Regions from separate parts of the Pan troglodytes genome. Here region 1 is linked to region 2. A link is a contact called in public capture Hi-C data. All regions are on one chromosome and are shown on one strand. The core of a region is the stretch at or near the end of the contact, and the rest is flanking DNA. Distances in the headings are between cores, read along the strand shown. Region 1 overlaps SCAPER (S-phase cyclin A associated protein in the ER). Region 2 overlaps TMEM266 (transmembrane protein 266).

What was found. Capture Hi-C pulls out chosen DNA fragments and counts their contacts.
Region 1: a capture Hi-C map of stem cell-derived neural stem cells shows a contact between it and region 2, with 4 times the contacts expected there. The contact joins two enhancer-like sites. A contact is called at or near these places in 2 of 7 Hi-C or Micro-C datasets (induced pluripotent stem cells and stem cell-derived neural progenitor cells) and 1 of 1 other capture datasets (stem cell-derived neural stem cells).

The regions. Positions count from the first base shown.
Region 1 is chr16:68,818,343-68,821,873 of NHGRI_mPanTro3-v2.0_pri, forward strand. The region is part of intron 2 of SCAPER (S-phase cyclin A associated protein in the ER); the gene reads right to left. Among named protein-coding and RNA genes, the nearest start is that of SCAPER, 30 kb to the right of the region's middle. Within about 2 kb of position 1,844, at least 3 of the 24 cell types and tissues checked have an H3K27ac peak or open chromatin away from gene starts, as enhancers often do. A contact at or near this core is called in stem cell-derived neural stem cells, where this site is marked.
Region 2 is chr16:68,126,906-68,130,399 of NHGRI_mPanTro3-v2.0_pri, forward strand. The region is part of intron 9 of TMEM266 (transmembrane protein 266); the gene reads left to right. Among named protein-coding and RNA genes, the nearest start is that of ETFA, 120 kb to the right of the region's middle. Within about 2 kb of position 1,341, at least 4 of the 24 cell types and tissues checked have an H3K27ac peak or open chromatin away from gene starts, as enhancers often do. A contact at or near this core is called in stem cell-derived neural stem cells, where this site is marked.

The DNA.
Region 1 (3,531 bases), core at 594-3,093, 690 kb after region 2:
GCCTCAAGTGATCCATCTGCCTCGTCCTCCCAAATTGCTGGGATTACAGGCATGAGCTACATTTCTAATACAACCAATACATTTCTAAATAACTCGGGGATCAAGGAAAAAAATCACAATGGAAATTGTATTTTTAGTTAAATGATAAAATGATGGCAGGTTAACATTTACAAGATGCAGCTTAAAAGAAACTGCATAGTTTTAAAGGATATGTAAGAAAGAAAACAGGCTAAAAATAAATTATCTAAGTCTCTATTTCAAGAAGTTAGTAAAAGAGCACCATATTAAATCCCAAGAAAGGAAGTAATAAACAGCAAAAAATCAATATAATACAAGACCAACATGTGATACAGAAAAATTTAAAAAAACAAAAGTGAGTTATTTAAAAACACTAATGAAATGTATATATTCCTTGGCAAGAGGGATCAAGTAAAAACAAGAGCAGGCAAAAATAGTATTAGGAATTAAAAAGAAAGATCACTACAGATCCTAGAAACCTCCACACATCAAAAAGATAACAAAAGGATATTATAAATAAAATTATATCCGGTCAGTCACCGTGGCTCACACCTGTAATCCCAGCACTTGGGGAGGCCAAGGCAGGAGGACTGCTTGAGACCAAGAGTTCAAGACCAGACTGGACAACATAGCAAGACCTCTCTCTACTAAAAATAAAAATAAAAAACAAATAGCCAGGCATGGTGGCACCACCTCTAGTCCCAGCTACTCAGGAGGCTAAGGCAGGAGGATCACTGGAGCCCAGGAGTTCAAGGTTTCAGTGAGCTATGATCATCATGCCACTACACTCCAGCCTGGGTGTGACAGAGTGAGACTCTGCCTCTCAAAAAAATAATAATAATAATTAAGTAACATTGTAGCAATGAATTTGTAAATCTCTTTGAAACAGACAAGTCCGTTGAAAAACATAACTTACCAAACCTTGGCATAAAAGAAAACAGAAAATCTGAATAGTTACTGAAGAAATTGAATCCCACAAAAGAAAATCTATGACCAGATGGGTTTCACTGGTAAATTATCCTAATCATTTAAGCAACAAATTACATTAAATTTTCTAGAGAATAAAGAAGAAAAAACACATTTTATGAGGCCTGAAAAACTCTGATATCAGAACCCGATAGGACCATACAAGAAACATAAATTATAATTTAATGTCTTTTAAGAGAAAAGATGTGAAAATCATATATATGTATGTGTATAAGCACACAAACGTAGGCCAGGCGTGGTGGCTCATGCCTGTAATCCCAGAAAAACTTTGGCAGGCCAAAGTAGGCGGATCACTTGAGGTCAGGAGCTCAAGACCACCCTGGCCAATATGGCAAAACCCCATCTCTGCTAAAAATACAAAACTTAGCTGGCGTGGTGGTATGCGCCTGTAATTCCAGCTACTCAGGAGGCTGAGGCATGAGAATCGCTTGAACCTGGGAGGCGAGGGTTGCAGTGAGCTGAGACTGTGTCCAGAATTGGTGGGTTCTTGGTCTCACTGACTTCAAGAATGAAGCCGCAGACCGTTGCCCTGAGTGTTACAGTTCTTAAAGACAGCGTGTCCGGAGTTTGTTCCTTCTGATGTTCGGATGTGTTGGGAGTTTCTTCCTTCTGGTGGGTTCGTGGTCTCGCTGGCTCAGGAGTGAAGCTGCAGAACTTTGCGGTGAATGTCACAGCTCATAAAGGCAGTGTGGACCCAAAGAGTGTGCAGCAGCAAGATTTACTGCAAAGAGCGAAAGAGCAGGAGGCGGCGCTGGCCGAGGAGGCTCGGGCCGCGCAGGAGCCCACGGTGGGGGGCGGGGTCAGGCTCAGGCATGGCGGGCTGCAGGTCCCGAGCCCTGCCCCGCTGGGAGGCAGCAAAGGCCCAGCGAGAAATCGAGTGCAGCGCCAGTCGGCCGGCACTGCTGGGGGACCCAGCGCACCCTCCCAGCTGCTGGCCCAGGTGCTAAGCCCCTCACTGCCCGGGGCCACTCCGAGTACGGGGGCCCGCCAAGCCCACGCCCATCAGGAACTCTAGCTGGCCCGCAAGCGCCACGCGCAGCCCTGGTTCCCGCTCGCGCCTCTCCCTCCACACCTCCCGGCAAGCTGAGGGAGCCGGCTCTGGCCTCAACCAGCCCAGAGAGGGGCCCTCACAGCTCAGTGGCGGGCTGAAGGACTCCCCGAGCATGGCCAGAGCGGACGTCGAGGCCGAGGAGGCACCAAGAGTGAGCGAGGGCTGCGAGGGCTGCCAGCACGCTGTCACCTCTCAAGATCGTGCTACTGCACTCCAGCCTGGGCAACAGAGTAGGGCTCTGCCTCAAAACAAAAGCAAAAAAAAAAAAAAAAAAAATACACACACATTTATACATGTATGTATAAACATAAACGTACTTGCAAATTGAATTCAGATATGAGAACACCACCAAGTTGGGTTTATTTCAGGAATACTAGGCTGATTTAACATTTTCAAATCAATGAATATAATTCACAGAATTTATTAATCTGTTAATAAATTTATATTTATTAACAACATAAAGGAGAAAAGCCTTGTGTTCACATCAACAGATGGAAAGAAAAGCATGTAATAAATTTCAGTATTTATTTATAACTTTTAAATTCTTAGCAAACTACAGCAAACATCATATATAATGGTATAAAACTGAAAAAGACAAGGATGCCTACTACTATCACTACTTCCATTCAATATTATATTGAAAGTCCTAGCCTGTGTAATAAGGTGAGAAAAAGAATAAAACAGGGAAATTACGAGCTGAACCTACAGCAGCTTGTTACACTAGAAAGTATAGAAATGCTCAAAGAATAATATGGACATACCAAATAGACTTGGCTGGGTACACTGGCTCACAACTGTAATCCCAACACTCTGGGAAGCCGAAGCGGGAGGATTGCTTGAGTCCAGGAGTTCAAGACCAGCCTGGGAAACATAGGGAGACCCCCATCTCTACAAAAAATTTAAAAAATTGGCCCAGCTACTCAGGAGACTGAGGCAGGAGGCTGGCTTGAGCCCAGGAAGTCGAGGCAGCAGTGAGCTGTAATTACGCCACTGCACTCTTGCCTGGGTGACAGAGACCCTGTCTTAAAAAAAAAAAAAAAAAAAAAATCCAAGAGCCAGCTTAAAGTCTCCCACTGGCTAATATGGGACAATCTGAGTATCAAAATAAATAATGATTATGTTAGATTACATTAAATAAAATTAAAAATCAGAGTCCAGATAACAAGAGAATGTAAGCATTTTCCTCACAGATCTTTAACTAACAAGGAAATCATTAATGGATTCTAAAACTAGTAAGTGACAGTTTGATAAGGTACTGTATATTTACACAGCCTCGAAGTGCTTCTCCACAAATTGCTTACTAATATCAAAAGAGAAAACAGAAACTTTAAAGTAGAAAAGCTTGACACTACATTACATTAACAAAGTAATCAAAGTTAACAAGCAGGATGAATTCACATCATATACCTCCTAAAGTGATGTACTGAGAAGGACACATCGTCATTCGTGTGATATTCTGCCTAAAATGCAAAACC
Region 2 (3,494 bases), core at 91-2,590:
AGAGTTTGTTGCATTGAATGTAATCTTCAAGCCGGTAACTGATCAAAGAACAAAATAAGGCTGTCTGACATCACTTGTTCTGGTGTGGAGCCCTGCGTCTTCTCTGGGAGCTGAGGCCAGTCAGCAGTAGTCCACCCCATAAACCCCACTCTTGGCTTTCAGCCCCTAGGCTTGTGCTTGTGGAATCCACCTTCTTATTCTTTTTGAAAGTTCTTCTGGAAGGTGGGAGCAACTTTTGCCCACTTCGCCTGGCTTCCTAAGGATGAAAGGAGCGGATTTACCATCTCAGCCCATTTCAGGATCTTCCTCTGTGACAGCCTCCTGGCTCTGCCCACAGCCCATCTTGAGGCTGCACCTCAACTCACCTGGGGCTTGGGCCTGCCCCGTGTTGTTCTTTCTGCAGGTCTAAGCACTCCCGGTACAGCCGCTCTCCGCAGCACCTCCTCTGTCTCTCTCATCAGGGTCATTGGCTTTAGAGCTAACAGCACAGCCCTTGTTGTCCCTCAGCCAATGACCTATAAGACCCTGAATGCCAGATGCCACATTTGAGCCCACAGGGGAGCCAAGATCTGGGCTTGGAGGTTCCACAAAGAAACCAAGCCTTTAAAATACTCGTGCACATTCTAGGAGTGCTCTGAAGCTTTCAGTCCTGCCTGGCCCTCCTGCTCCTCCTCTCTCTGCAGCCCCCATAGTGGGCAACTTCCAGGAGGAGGAGGAGGAGGCAGGGGCAGAAGGGAGAAAGCAGGTCAGAGTCGAAGGCCACTTGGGGGAAACTGATAGGCTATGTGTCACCAGCAGGATGTCACGGGGTCTGCAGTGTCCCTGCTAACCCTCCTGGAAACTAAGGTAGGGGATATCTGGATAGGGCAGGCCCAGGCCTCCCATAGAGGTGCCAGACACACACCCTGGGAGCAGGTGCAGATGCTTCTCTGTCCAGCCCTGGGATCCCCCTGCCCACTCTTCCCTGCTTCTTCTGGGGTGTCTCCTGGGTACCTCCCGGCTCTGTGGATACTGCCTGCCCCAGCCTAGGCACATTGTTTCACAGCCAGCCCCAGAGCATCAACAGCAAAGCCAATGCCTCCAAGGCAAAGGGCAGAACACAGGGCTGGCGAGGAACACGCATGATTCACAGCCTCGCATGGTCCAGGGACACAGGGCATCCCCCAGCTGATCTCTCCTTGACCAGGAACTGTGTCCAGGGAGGGATTTTCATGACATTAGAAATTATGGCTGGACAAGCTGAGAGCACTGTAGGCTACTCTGGAGATGAAGTAAGGGCAGTGCTTGTTGCTAACTGTGACCTTCAGGCCAGCGAGGCTCTGAGGCCCACCTCATGCACAGGACACAGACAATCCAGGGATTAACCTACAGACATGAGCTGTGAGTCACAGAGCCTCGGGAGGGCCGTGTGTTTTGCAGGGTGGGGGAGGGCAGCCCAGGAGGGCGGGGTGCCAGCCCCAGCCATGAGGAGGAAGCAGCTCCACAGTCTCAACAGTTGCCAGCAGGTCACAGTCAGACAACGCCAAGCAGCTTCTGTTTAGACTTGCTGTAGCACAAATCATTTTTAAAACCTAGGCTGCAGAGTTCCAGGCTTTGGGGCCTGCCAAGTTCACAGTGCCCCTGTGTAGTCATTAATACTTCTCTCCCAAATTTATTAGTCTTGAAGCTCGCCCATAACTTATGAATTACAGCCCCTGGTGGGAGTGCCACGGATTTCACCATATATCACAGGGAACCTTCGCGTCCCCCACGCTGCTGCAGTATCCAGAGACACTGCCGCAGGGGTGCATGTGGCCAGCCTGCTCTGTGCCTGCCTCTGCCGGGCAGCCCCAGGGGAGGGAGCTGAGCTGGCACCAGTGCTTGTCCTTGGAGAGGAGCGGGCCTGGCTGATCATGAAGGCAAGGCTTTCCACTGGCCTCTAAATGTGTGGGCCTGACCGCGACACTGGGGACCCCAGGAACCCCAGGGCTGTAGGACTAGATCTGAAAGAGCCTCAGGCAAAGTAGCATTTGAAGCAACCGGAGGGACATGGGTTTAGAACTGAGGTCTGGGTTTGAATTTCAACTGGGCTTTGAGCAAGTTACTTCTGTGATCAGGGCTGGCTTCATGGATGCATGACCTGTGTGGTCACACAGGGCCCTAACTTTGGTTCACTGCTCTGCTGTTACCCTCTTGAAATTCTTAATACCTTTTAAACAAGGGACCTAGAAATTATGTAGCTGGTCCTGTCTCAGTCTTAGTGTTTTCAAAATGAAACAGGTGTAGAAGTTCTTCACTGAGAAGGATTGAACATTTAGTCATATGCACAGCTCTCATCCCTTGTATACAGTAGGCGCTCAGTGAATATTAGTGCCCTCCCTTGGTGAGGGCTGCCAAGCCATGGAAGAGCAAGTTGGAGTTTAGGAGCAGGAGCCCAAACCAGGAATCAGAGCCTTGCCCTGGGCTTTGGGGCCTGGGTCTGCACAGGGCATGTGGTTGGTGCCCCATGCCCCTCTGCCACACCACAGTCCATGCAGCCTGGCCAGTCCCCACCACCTCCAGGAAGCCTGGCCCAGCTGACTCACCACCCTTTCTCTCCACCTCTGCCTCCTCGCTGGGCAGGTCGGGGGCTCCACCCAAGGGGTAAAACCCACATAATGAGCATTGGCACCACTGCACTTGACGGGCTTTAGGAGGATTAGTCAGGTTGGGTTTGCAAAGTGCTCACACCCTGGGAAGAAATGCGCCAGGCAGCAGAGAGCAGCTGCCACAGAAAGCACTGAGACTTTGGAGCCAGGGGTTCAGGGAGGCAAGGGATGGCCCCGGGCTAAACATTCATGATCTCAGGGACTCTTTCCAGTTCACCAGCAGAGTAGGCATTTGCTATCCCCATTTTATGGATGAAGAAGCTGAAGCTCAGAGTGGCTAAGGGATCTACCTAAGGCCACACAGCATGTGCCCTGCAGAGCCGGGTTGGCCCTGGGTCTGTTTTGTTCTGAAGCCTGTGTTTGTGCCCATTCTTTCCTGCCCCTCCACGGACTGCACAGCACAGTCCCTTGTGGGTTCTTCCTGTGTGTCTCTAGGACTCCTCAGGGCTGAATCAAAGCAAACTCCCGGGGGCAGGGGCTTATTCTTAGATGGAAGGTGGGCAGCCCTGTGTGAGGCCAACAGTGTGGCCCATTCCCAGCCATAAACATCTGTGTCTGCCTCCCCTGCCACCCCTTCGCTCCCAGATCCCCCAGTCTCTCTGTAGGAGGAACCAGGGTGGGCAGTGAGACTTCCTGCTGAGTGTGTGGTGACTCCATGGCTCCCTGGAGTAGGGGTGGAGGCTGGGAAGTCCCACAGGCCTCTGATCCAACCATAGTCTTCTGTCCAGTCCAGCCTAATGGCACTTGGCATATGCCAAACTCCATGCCAAGCACCAGGGAGACAGTAAAATGTGGCTTCTGCCCTCCAAGGCCCTTGGTCCCCCTCTGTGGGTGAAGACAGAACCGCAGCCCAAGTGTTCAGTTCTG